2 separate regions of the Columba livia genome follow, and region 2 is linked to region 1. The links are chromatin contacts, called in public Hi-C maps. All regions are on one chromosome and are shown on one strand. The core of a region is the stretch at or near the end of the contact, and the rest is flanking DNA. Distances in the headings are between cores, read along the strand shown. Region 1 holds the start of GALK2 (galactokinase 2). Region 2 holds the start of AFG2B (AFG2 AAA ATPase homolog B).

Evidence for each region. Hi-C and Micro-C count contacts between places; a contact is called where the count stands out from the background.
Region 2: a contact with region 1 is called in a Hi-C map of crop, with 2.9 times the contacts expected there. The contact joins the promoter of AFG2B here to the promoter of GALK2 in region 1.

The regions. Positions count from the first base shown.
Region 1 is chr11:2,585,655-2,591,473 of bColLiv1.pat.W.v2, reverse strand. It overlaps GALK2 (galactokinase 2), which reads right to left and starts at 2,616. Exons shown (of 9, transcript XM_065075877.1): 1 at 2,207-2,616. COPS2 (COP9 signalosome subunit 2) reads left to right here and starts at 2,789. Exons shown (of 13, transcript XM_065075880.1): 1 at 2,789-3,003. The coding sequence starts at 2,950. LOC135580493 (a long non-coding RNA gene) reads right to left here. Exons shown (of 3, transcript XR_010475222.1): 3 at 5,661-5,796. It overlaps LOC135580494 (a long non-coding RNA gene), which reads left to right. Exons shown (of 3, transcript XR_010475223.1): 2 at 174-241; 3 at 321-1,206.
Region 2 is chr11:2,788,518-2,794,336 of bColLiv1.pat.W.v2, reverse strand. AFG2B (AFG2 AAA ATPase homolog B) reads right to left here and starts at 3,020. Exons shown (of 8, transcript XM_005513070.4): 1 at 1,731-3,020; 2 at 536-721. The coding sequence starts at 2,807.

The DNA of each region.
Region 1 (5,819 bases), core at 1,367-3,866:
ATTGACTAGTTTATCAGTCTTCCAATTAGCAGAAGCAATTTCTGCCATTTCATTGTACAATCCCATTTCTAGATAACAATATTGTTGTCTATGGGGGAATCTGTTGGCAGAATTCTAGGTGTTAACTTTATTCCTTTTCGTGTCAGTACTTAAAATGCGTCTTTGTTTCACAGATATTTTTACAGTGGTGTTGGTACCAAGAGACTAAGAACAAACAGAGCAGTCATGGGGGTATATTTATGTAAGTGCTGATTGATCTTTTTTTTGTTTGTTTTTAAATGTGGGTTTTACAAGAAGGCCTGATGAAAGGCTATTTACAGGCTTTGGCCGTGATGTTGCAACACGCATGCTGCATTTTAAGCACCTACATCGGAGATGATTGCCAAAAGTGTTAAGCAAAGGCATCCCTCACAACCTCACACATCCAAATCTGGCAATGCTGGACTCCTCCTTTCCATGTAATGTACACTGAAACACTGCAATCGTACACAAGGAACAGAAGTCGGTTGGTTGTTTTTTAAAGATGCTTTTGCAGTGCTAAAACAGGTAAAAGGATCGTTTGAACTGTTTGTGCATTCTACTTGCACATGCTGAGTGCAACTCCAGGAGGAAAGAGCATGTGTTGCCACGTGCCACAGCCGCACCAACGCACAGCCAGGCCTCTGCTGTTCCACCTTTTTTTTATAGACAAAAGGATAAGAGGATAATCAGTATTCCCAAAATTCTGGACAAAAAAAAAAGGAGGAAGGATGAATGAATGATTTCCCTTCCTGCCACAGGGGCACTGTGCGAGAGGCAGCTGGGACGTGTGGGCTGCAGGGAGCTGTGTCTGGGGGAGATGGGGCCTGAGGGGTCGGTGACCAGCGAGTTGCTCAGCGGGACAATGGGCCGCTCGCCTCTGCCGGCCCGGGCCCGCTCGCTGCCGGGGAAATCCAGGTGTCCCCAGGCCGATGTGGCTGCGGCGACGGTGCTCCCGGGGCCGCGCCAAATGGAAGTGTCACATGTATTGAGACGAATAGAAATATCGCAACTCCAAAGCCTCTCACCCCTCAGCCAGGGGCCGCGGGGACAGCCCGTCCCACCTGTGCTCCCACCTCCCGTCTGCCGGCACACCGCCCGCTCCTGCCCTAACGGCGGCGCCTCCCGCGTCCCGGCTGCCGCCTCGGCCTCCCGGTGCGGGGCCAAGGGGAGCGACCCACCCACCTGGGCTGCTCCACCAGCTGGACCCGGAGGGTGCTGGGGGCGTCCGTCGCCATGGCGGCTCCCCCCGCGGGCCCCTGGCTGAGGCGGGCAGGGCGCGGTGTGACGGCTCCGGCTGGAGCGCGGTGACGGGACGGGCAGCCACCGTCCTTCCGGGCGCTGAGCTGGCAGCCCGGCCCGGCCCCGGCGGCAGGCACCGCTGAGGCGGCGCTGCTGGGCCCTCAGGCCCGTCTCGCAGGCACGGCGGCACCCCGCAGGCTGGGAGGCCGCTCTGCTCTCAGCGCCTCAGCCGCCACAGCCCCGACGTGACAGGAAAGGAAAGCTGCCGCGGGGCGGGAAGGAAATGGGCATTTTCCTTCGTTCCTGTCAGAATTTCGCTGACAACAGAAAAGCGCCCGGCGCGGCCTGCGCGGTTGGTCACCCTGAGGGCCGCCCCTCGGCAAAATGCACGAGTAATAAAAGTAAAAAATAAAAAATAGGCAGCATGATCCCCTACGGCGTTATTTTTTCCCCCCCTTTTTTTTTTCTGTTGTGTGGCTCTGCCAGCTTCCCTCAAGCAAGCAGACTCACAGCTCCTGTTCACCCCTCCAGATTAATGGCTGCAGTTCCTCTGAGGAACTGAGCTTTTCAAATGCATTTGCAGACTCACTTGTTTATCGTTATTATGTTGGTGTATATCTTAAAAACACTAATATTCAACTCCTGGAGCTTTAAGTGCTTGGACTGAGAAAAGCAAAGTAATATTTAGATGTCATTTTGGATTAATGTGTCTGAGGTAAAACTTCTTTCTCCTGATTATTACGGTTGGCCGAATAGCAACACAATTTTGTAAAGACTTAGAAGTAGCCATAGAAATGAAAGAGACAGTCAGAAACTGTAATAATATAAAATGATCCACAACAGAAAAATATGGAGGCCCAATGCTGCCGATAGACCCGGGAGTCTGTGAGAACCGCGGGCCCTGTGGAGATGTGGAGAGGCCGAGCTTGTCTGACGGGGATTTTACCTCACTCGGCTGAAGGCAGCGGCAGAAATTAGTGTGTAAAAGTCTTTAGGAAGCCGGTGCTTTGCAAGGTCCGTGGTTTTTTGCAGTTCAGGCCTTTTCAGATTGCTGATACGGTATGATTTGCTTATGGTGAACACGGCGCGTGCAAACCCTCCAGCACTGACTGAGGCAAACAAGCTGCACCAAGGACTAAGCGACGCCGCACGAGCCAGGGGCCGGGCTCGGGGACATTCCCATCCGGAGACGCGCAGTCACCAGACTTACAGCCCCGGTAACGGAGTCGGGCTCGCAGCGCTCACACCGGAGACACGGCGGCCGGCCCCGGCGCCATGCCGGCGCGCTCCGGGCCCGGCGGGCGGCGGCAGAGCCGGGGCCCTGCGCCCCGCTGAGACGCGGCGCCGCCGCGGAGGCCCCGCCGGCGTCAGGGGGCGAGGCGGTGCCGCAGCGCCCCCCCGGAGGCCGGCAGGGCGGCAGGGAGGGCGGGCGGGAGGCGGGCTCCGCCCGCAGCCGCGGTTGCTAGGGGCCGGTTGCTAGCAGGGAGAGGAAGCCGGCGGCGGTGCACCGCGGTTTGGGCTCCGTGTGCCCCGGCCCGGGGGCGGGAGGGGAGCGGGCGGCAGCGGGTTCCGGGCGGAGCGGAGCCACATTGGGCAGCGCCGCGCGGGGTTGTGGGAGAAGGGGCCGTCCCCGCTGCCTCCTCCCTGTCCCGGCCCCCTTCCCCTCCCCCCGCCCGTCCTCCGGCCAAGATGTCTGACATGGAGGATGATTTCATGTGCGATGATGAGGAGGACTACGACCTGGTAGGGCGCGGGGAGCGCGGGGAGGTCGGCGGCGCGGTGCGGCCGGGGGCCTCGCGGGAGCGGTGCCGCCTCGGCCGGTGCTGGCGCGGCGCGTCCGCCGCCCGCCGCCGCAGCAGCAGCAGCAGCCCCGCCGGGTGCTGCCCCGTGAGGGAGCGCTGACAGGACGAGTTTCCCTCCGGGGCGGAGGGCTGGTGGCGGTGGGCAGCGGGTGCTGCTTTGGGAGCAGGCCCCACCGGGCGCCCTGCCACCTCTCCGCGGATAAACAGGCCAACTTCGGCCCGGAGGCCAGCTAGGCCCCGGGCTGGCCCCCTCGGGCCCGGGAGCCAGGGCCCCCGTTTGTCTAACACAGCGGGTAGGGCAAGGGATTGCTCCGGCGCTGCCTCCCCCCTCCGCCTCTGACCGAAGCGTCAGGCACGAAGTGAAGTCCTGAAGTTGTCAGGCCTCGTCCCCACCCGCGGCTGCGAGGGCTCCGTGGGGGCAGGTGTCACTCGTGTGCCGGCCTGAGCGTCAAACTGAGCCAAAAGTGGGGGCAAGAGAAGCGGGAGTGAGGAGCAGTGGCCACACAGCCGCTCTCGGATGCAACACGTCAAGGGTGTACTGGTTTTTAACTTTTTGCCTTTCTGGTCTTGGTGAGCTTTTTGCCCTTTTTTGTTTGGTTGTTTTTGGTTTTGTTTTTTTTTTTTAATTGCAGGGTTCGGGGTTTTAAGTGTTTTATCTAGTCACATTTTGACCCCAGGGTTTGTTCTCAGCTTTTGCAGTTAAAAAATGCTGCTTGCAGTTAGCAACAGACTGATTTATTGGAGGAAATTGGTTATATATTGGGGTTGTTTTGATGTAACAAATCTCCTTTGAATTATAAGAAGCTTTTTTTTCCAATGATTAAAACCACCTTGGGGGAGGTTAGTAAACTAAATAGCTGTTATATTTGAAACAAAATGTGTTTTCTACGATGTCTGATTAGTTGTGACTCTATTGCCATCATCGTATTGGAGCTTGCGGTTAGTTTGGTTGTGTTTTCGCTCTTCTGAACTTTGCATAGGTTTTGAAAACAGAAGCACTTTTTTAAAAAGCTGTGTATGGTTGAGGCTTGAGGTCTGTATTGCATTAATTTCAGCTAAACTTGTATTTACAGTACTGCAGTTTAACTGAAAAACCCCAGACACTTGCTTCCAGATGATTTGCTTTCTAACGAATTATTTGATAATCATTGCTTCTTACGAATACACTTAAAAGACATGTCTGATTTTATTTGAAACAGTTTCTGGGCAGTTTATGTTATGAGCTGCTCAGGACAAATGACATATAGAATACATGCGCCTGGTTTTGCTTGTGAGTGTTTTAAAGTCACATAAGAGTGCTTGTTTGACATATATTGTCATCTTAACCTTCTGAGCTGCTTGTATCAGTATTCCAAGAACTGTGAGCCTTTCACTTAAGGCCATGAATGAATTCACAGACTTTGAGAAGCAAGCTTTCTAAAGGAAATACACTGAGACTATTACGAATATTTTATTGGCCCAGTTTGTTTCAAAGTCAGTTTCCATTCATTTGCATTAACACTGAAACCTGTGTCCTGATTTAAAACCCTATGTTTATTTTTCTGTATGATACAACCAAAGCAATACTAAACACAGCAGAATTCCCGTTGAGTATCGATAGCGTGAGAACTGGACATGTAGAGAAACCACTGGAATTACATTTTTCAGTGTTTAAACGCAGCTGTCCACGTACAGGTCAGAGTAAGAATGTAGCTCCTAGCTCACGATGTGTTATGTCAATTTTCAGCAACAATAATTGCTGGTCCAGTGCGTTTTCTTTGTCCTGAAGTACTTTTTTCCCTCATTGGAAAAACCTTCCTGAAGCTTCTTGCTTGTGGCAAATTTCAGCCCTTGACTATTAACTTTTCCTGGAACATTTTCATCATTAATTACCACTAGCCCAGACCTTTGCAAAATTTAGAAGTTCTGCTTGAAATAATTAGGAGAATGTTTTCTTTTCAGTATGTAACTCCTGTGTAAAGCATCAAATAATAGTTAAGCTACATATTAAAATAAACCAGATTTTTACATTTAGTTTGGATTTATAACTGATGGGAGGAAAAAAACCCAAACCACCAGAATTTAAAAATAAAGGTATTCCAACTAGACTAGTTTCAGCATTCTTGGACTAACAAACCATGGCTGGATGTTGTTTTCCAATGTGCTTGAGACTGTAATTGCAGTGTTCTGCAAAATTGTTTTGGAAAATAGTTAAAGGCCCTGAAGACAGGGCCTGATTTCTTCCTTCCGTGTTGATATAAATCTAGATAAATTAAGACTATAAGGGAATGCATGGTTCTCAAGTTCAGTGTAAGGGCTGCTGCAGAAGGGTTGGAAACAAACAAAAAGATACAACGCAGAACACTCAGATAAGTACAGAATTGAAAACTAAAGAGCACATGTGAGTGAGTGTTGGTGAATATTTTTTTAAGGAATAGGAGGAGAGGCCGAAATTACAGAAACCATTAGTGAACGAAATAGCTCTTTTGTCAAAATACAGTATGGTGAAACTAGATTCAGGTCTCCCAGGGTAGCTACTAGGATAAAAATAATAGTGAAAAGAAGATTCCCCAAAAAGTTTTCATTTTGTTAGCTTTTATTACAGGAGATGATGTCTGTTCCTCTTTAAATGTGCTCTTGATTGTGTAGAACCAGTCAGTTACATTTCCTTAACCATGCAGATGTTTCGCAGTTGAACTGAAATGTGAACGGGTATTCTGAAGGCCCAGCTCTCTCATAGCTTTATTGTGGATTTCTGTATAATTAGAGTAATTAATA
Region 2 (5,819 bases), core at 1,771-4,270, 200 kb before region 1:
TAAGAAATACCAATTCTCTAATTCCACATATATAATATCTAAGAAGTTAAATTCCTGCACAATGGGCAGTTTTATACCTTGTGTCTATAACGTTTATCCAGTCATGCAACCCAAATGATAATAGTTATTATCACTAGCACTTATATACTTAAGTGTCAACCTAAACTTTAATTTGCGGTTATTATTAAGAAGTAGAATTCTAAATCGCTGATAGCTTCAAAAGAGAGCTTTGGTGGACATTATAGATTAGTTTGACAAAAAAGATTAACATCTCTGCTTTGCACAATCCTAAAAAGATGAGAATAACAACTTTCTGCAAAGCTTTTCATTCAGAAAGGATAAAAGTCTTTTCAGGTGAGAACTGAAAGGACCAGCAAAATAGCATATTTATATTTATAACACAGTTGGTGTTTTCCAGTATTTTAACTTGTGAGTTCTTCCACTTGGTCAGCTTTGCAAGTAAAGCCAAGTATTAATGAGGAAAGGGCAGCACATAGCATTAATTACATTCTTGTTGACTAATCTGCAACCATACCAAAGAGCTGCGGAACACGGCCTGCATGGCAGCTTCTCTGCAGAGTGCTGTAAGGTCAGCTCCGACGTACCCAGTTGTCATTTCTGCCAGTTTAACCAAATCAACGTCTGTAGAAATCGGCATATTAGATGTAAGCAACTGCAGGATAGATCTTCTTTGCGTAAGTGTTGGTGTCCCAATAATCACCTAAACCAAATACAGTAAACAAAAATTTTAAGTAGATATTTTACTATGTTCCTTTGATTTTATAGACCTAGGCAAGCAAGTTTGGCTCTGCTTTATACTGCTTACTGAAGATTTACATGTACTTGCACTGTAACTAAAACATTTTGCAAGAAACTTATTAGCAGTGCTATACAAATGATAAATCTTGAAAATACCTTTTACTTGGACTTACTTTCAAAGTGAACTGTGCTTGTATAAACAGTTGTACATAAGACTCTGCCAGCTAGCGCCCATTAAATCCTATTTTAAGGTAATTTCAACATAACACAAACAATAATTGTCTCGCATATCAAGAGCTGACTTAGATTCATCCAAAAGAAAAAAAAAGTCAATTACATAAACATTCATACATTACTAAAACCCCGGTAAAATAGCGCCATAAAACACATCTCAATAATCTAGAAATTCAGGAAAATAATAACTGTGAGCATCAGAAAACTTGACCAAACTGGATGACCCAGGAGTGTGTTTACCCAGCAAAATAAATAATACAAGCACAAGCATTGTACGTTGCTTAACCGCATGTGTTCTTTCTTCATTTGACCATTAGGCCAGCAGAAGTTTTCCAGAGTAAACGCAGCCTCTGCTACTGAAAGCTGAACAGAATTTTTGACACAGCAGGTGTCACAATCCAGGATTTAAATGAGAGAAATCTAAGTCTGTAACTCCAAGTGTCCGTAGGCAAAATAAAACCTTCAGGAACAGGTCCATGCTTTTATGATAAAGAAGCATAAAGACTCCTCTTTTCCACTTTCAAGTATTTGGAGCTCTGTGTTGGCTGAGTAAAACATGCTCCCTACCTTACCCAAGCTGCAGCAATCTGAAGAAATAAACAGGACACACATTTCAAGCCTGCAGAATCCCATTATTAAACATGATCAGTAGACACTAAAAAAAATTAACTAACGGTGCTCTGCTCCATGTCAAAAAGGAAAGGAAATAGACTGTGTGAAATCCAGGGTTTGCTCACCTCTCTGTCAAATCTGCCAGGTCGTCTCAGCGCAGGGTCTAAGGCATCAGGCCTGTTTGTTGCTGCTATAATGACCATCTTCGCCTCGCTACCTACACCATCCAGTAGCGTTAGCAACTGGGCAACAATACGATCTTCAGGAGCATTGTTTGAACTTCCTCGCTTTGGGCATAAAGAGTCAATTTCATCAATAAAGAGAATGGTTGGGCCTTCATTTGACATTTCTCTGCCCTTTTCAAAGACTCTTCGCAAATTCTCTTCGCTTTCTCCTGGTCTTGAACCATACAGGGCTGGGCCACTGATGCAGAGCAGATACGCACCCACTTCTCTTGCTACCGCCTTTACCATCAGAGTTTTGCCTACACCTGGGGGGCCTATTAGTAGCACCCCATTAGGGACAGAAAGCCCCAGCTTCTTAAAAGTCTTTGGAAAGCGAAAAGGCAGATCAATCATTTCTTTCAAAGACTTTTCCACATTATCTAGTCCTGCAACGGAAGTTTTTGCAGAGTCTTCTGATAAGCGTCTGTACCATTCAAAAGTGACAACCTCCTTAATTTTTATGCTTGTTTGGTGGGTTATCAGTCCGGCTTCATCTGTCAAAGGGTCTACAGACAGTATTTCAATATACACCACGGGGTTTTCGAGATTTGGGGCAACAGTAACAACATAATGAAGCGAAACATAAACATTTCTTAGCAGTTCTCTGATCGTCTCCTGCAACACTGCTCTGGGAGTCGACTTTTTCAGTGCAGAGCTCTTAAGGACCACTTTCACAGTCACCTTTTGCAAGGGGCGAGAGGTCAGAAGCTCTAGCTGGCCGACCCCCAGCGTGAGGCCCCTCATGTCCCGGGCAGCGACCCCCGCGGTGCTGCAGGTCAGGTCAGCCTGCACGAACCCGTCCGCCAAGTCGTGCCGGGGCCACGCCGTGCACAGACAGCAGCCGCTGGGCAGGGAGATCCGCAGCGGAGCGCCGAGCCGGGCGCCCAGCAAGGAGAGAGTGGCAGGTCCGACCCTGCACCTCTGGGTGCCTTCATCTCCCGGGTCCAGCGGGAGCAGCTTTAAGGCTGCCGCCTCCATCGCGGGCTTGGGCGGAGTTCCCTCCGCTGGAGAGGGCGACGACCCCCTGCTCTGCGCGGCCCCGTCCAGCTTCTTACTCACCCCGCCTCGCCCTCCCGCTCCGCCAGGCCCCCGTGGTCCCCCCGGGGGTCCCCGCCCGCTCCGGAGCCGCTCCGGAGCCGCTCCCGCGCACCCGCCGCGCGTCCCGGCGGCCACTGCGCCCCGCGCACATGCGCCATAGCGGAGCACGCGCAGTGTGAAGGAGCGCGCTCAGCGGGGCGGCGGCCACTAACTCTCGTCACGTTCCCGCCTCAGCCGCCCCTGAGGGCGTTCCTTTCAGAACCGGCGAACCGCTGTCTGTGAGGTGAACGCGGTCTGCCAGTGACGGGCTGACCAGCTGCAAGTCGTCTTTCGGCTCCTTGTACTCTCTTCCCACAGACGAAATGGGTTGATCTCCCTCGTTGCCACTTGTCTTGTTCTCCACAGAGCTCGTACTGGCGGGCTCGCTCGCCTCCCTCCTTCCCTCTCCCTCAGCCCGTCTCCTCAGCGCCTCCCGCTTGTCGAGTTGGCGCTTCCTAAACATGTTGCCAAAAGTTGGGCTTCCTCTTTCCCTTGTCTGCTGTCAGCGCTTCCCTTGGCTCAGGGTGGCACCTTGTTCACCAGCGGCTGGGGTTGATTCAACTGTAGATACTGGTTAAGAAAAAACAAGTGAGGAGCCACAGAGTTGACTTGAGAAGCTGCTGATCTAAGTGATTAGGACAGATATTTATTCAACAATTGGTAAAACTGTAGTAGTGTGTTGCTCTGACAAATGCTCAGTCTGCTTTTAAGAAAAATTAATTGTGTAACTTTCTGGTCTGCCCACTTCTTTGATTATGCCATGAACTGTGCGGTACCATCATAAAAACCTTCAAGGAGATCTGCCAGCATTGTGGGATACAAAACAAAACCATGATCTATAAAATTTAGCGTGTGCACAATTTTATTCTTGCAAGTGGCTTCATAGAAAGTGAAGTTACACATGTACTGCGTACATACAGGCTTAATTTGAGACCACATATCGATGAGAATTAGGATCTCAAATACATGAGGGCAGACAGAGCTGTGCTCACAGAACACGCAGAGGGTGGTTTACAGCATGATGATGAACGACTCAGCAGGTACTTTAAATGACTCTGGATGGGAAGCATAAAGAAATCTTTTTGATGATGTCCCACTTAATCATGTTCCTTTACTGAACCAAGGGCTGTACACCAAATATTTTAGTAAGCCACGTGAACAAAAGCAGACAGTGTTAACAGAGCCAGTTCAGGTAATTTTAAATGCTGAGTAGGAAACCAGAAGAAAGGTGTAGGGCTGAGCAGCGTGAAAACCAGCAAGCCTTCTCCTTATGCCTAATTATGTGCCAAAGGGCTTATGTTCTATTTCCTTTCAATTCTGTTCTATTTCCTTTCAATTCAAAATTTTCTCCTTTCGGTGCTTCTTTTCTGTTCATTTTCTCCTGGATATCTACTGAATGTTTCTTTTCATAGCACATTTTTGTACTGCACGTGTATGCAAATGCTTATATTGAATATGCAGACTTTTTAGGTATTTAGTGTGGGACACACTAATGACTGTCCAGGTAATGTACAGGCAAAAGGTTATAAGGAGCTTGCATTCCAGGAAGGATAATGTATTTTCAAGCTAATGTCTTATAAACACATTCTCTTGTTTTATTTCTTTCCCTCAAAGGTTCTCGTAAACATGCGTGCCCTTGAATATGGACTTGATTAAACAGAAAACATACTCTGTTTAAAATGGCAGACTTGCATTTCAGAGCTCCAAACTGTAAGTGTTAGACCCTCTGTTTGGTTTTAAAAGGTTGTATTTAGGAAAGAAAAGTATGGAAAAGTGCATATTTGAAATGAGCTGTGTGGTTTATGTTCATATATAAACTTCTTTGTGTAACAGGCTTATTGTAGCATCTCAAAAATCTGATTTCTTCTGAGAAGGAAAATGCCTGCTGATACATACTGATTTTTTGAAAGTGTGCAGGATTGGCTTTTTTTGAGCAAACTGTGGGATCAAGACCTTATTTATGTATTTTAATAGAAAACATCAATGAGTGACATTGCCCTGGTTTGGAACACATACCTGTTAACAGCCATGCTCCTCAATAATTTATAGACCCCCAAATTAACAGTGACAAGATGTCAAAGAGGTATTCCACCAAGAATACAGTTTAAACTGTCAAAAAAATAAAATAATGTTTTAAACAGTTTTCTTACCATTCACTAGATGGCAGCTGATCTTCAAGAATGGCTTCATTTCTCCTTTCAGATCTGGTAATTTCAAGGGAGCAGTCATCAGTTCTTGGAGAAATCAAACATTGTCCAGTGTTGTCTTCACTCTGTTTCTAATATGAAACTGAAAAACCAGCACAGTGAGTGTTCAAATAATTTTCAGCTTCGTTACTGTTTCAGCTTTTTCATGTTGGCTTTGTTGCTGTTTATTTCTGGAGAAGAATGTTACTTTATTCTTTGCTTTCATATTTAGTGGGCCACATTAACGTATTTTTAAGGTGTATAGACAATACTCTAAAAATATTCTTAAAAGAAAAAATAGTATTTATGTATTTATTTTGTATATACATATTGGATTTTAGTATAATAAAATAATTTTCAAATTTCCAATTATTATAGCCCAGAAAATATCTGTGTCTTGTTACAATAATTGCCCGCATATCAAGTAAAGAAGATATTAAGCCAATCACATTTTTAGTAAGTTTAACTATGTCTAGTATCAGAACTGAAATTTTTATTTAAAATTGTCAAATTAACAGTGTCTAACAGAGTCTTTTTTTAATGGTAAATGGATTTGAAAATGTGCTGTTACTGTCTATTAATCAAATAGGTATAGCTCAAAGTGAGTAATTAGCATGTATATACTTTAAGGCAGGATTTTATTATTTGTGGATGTTCTGTGACTAAGTATAAATGCTGTATTGTACTTAGGCTAGATATTGAACATTTCAAACACCAGGCTCTGTTA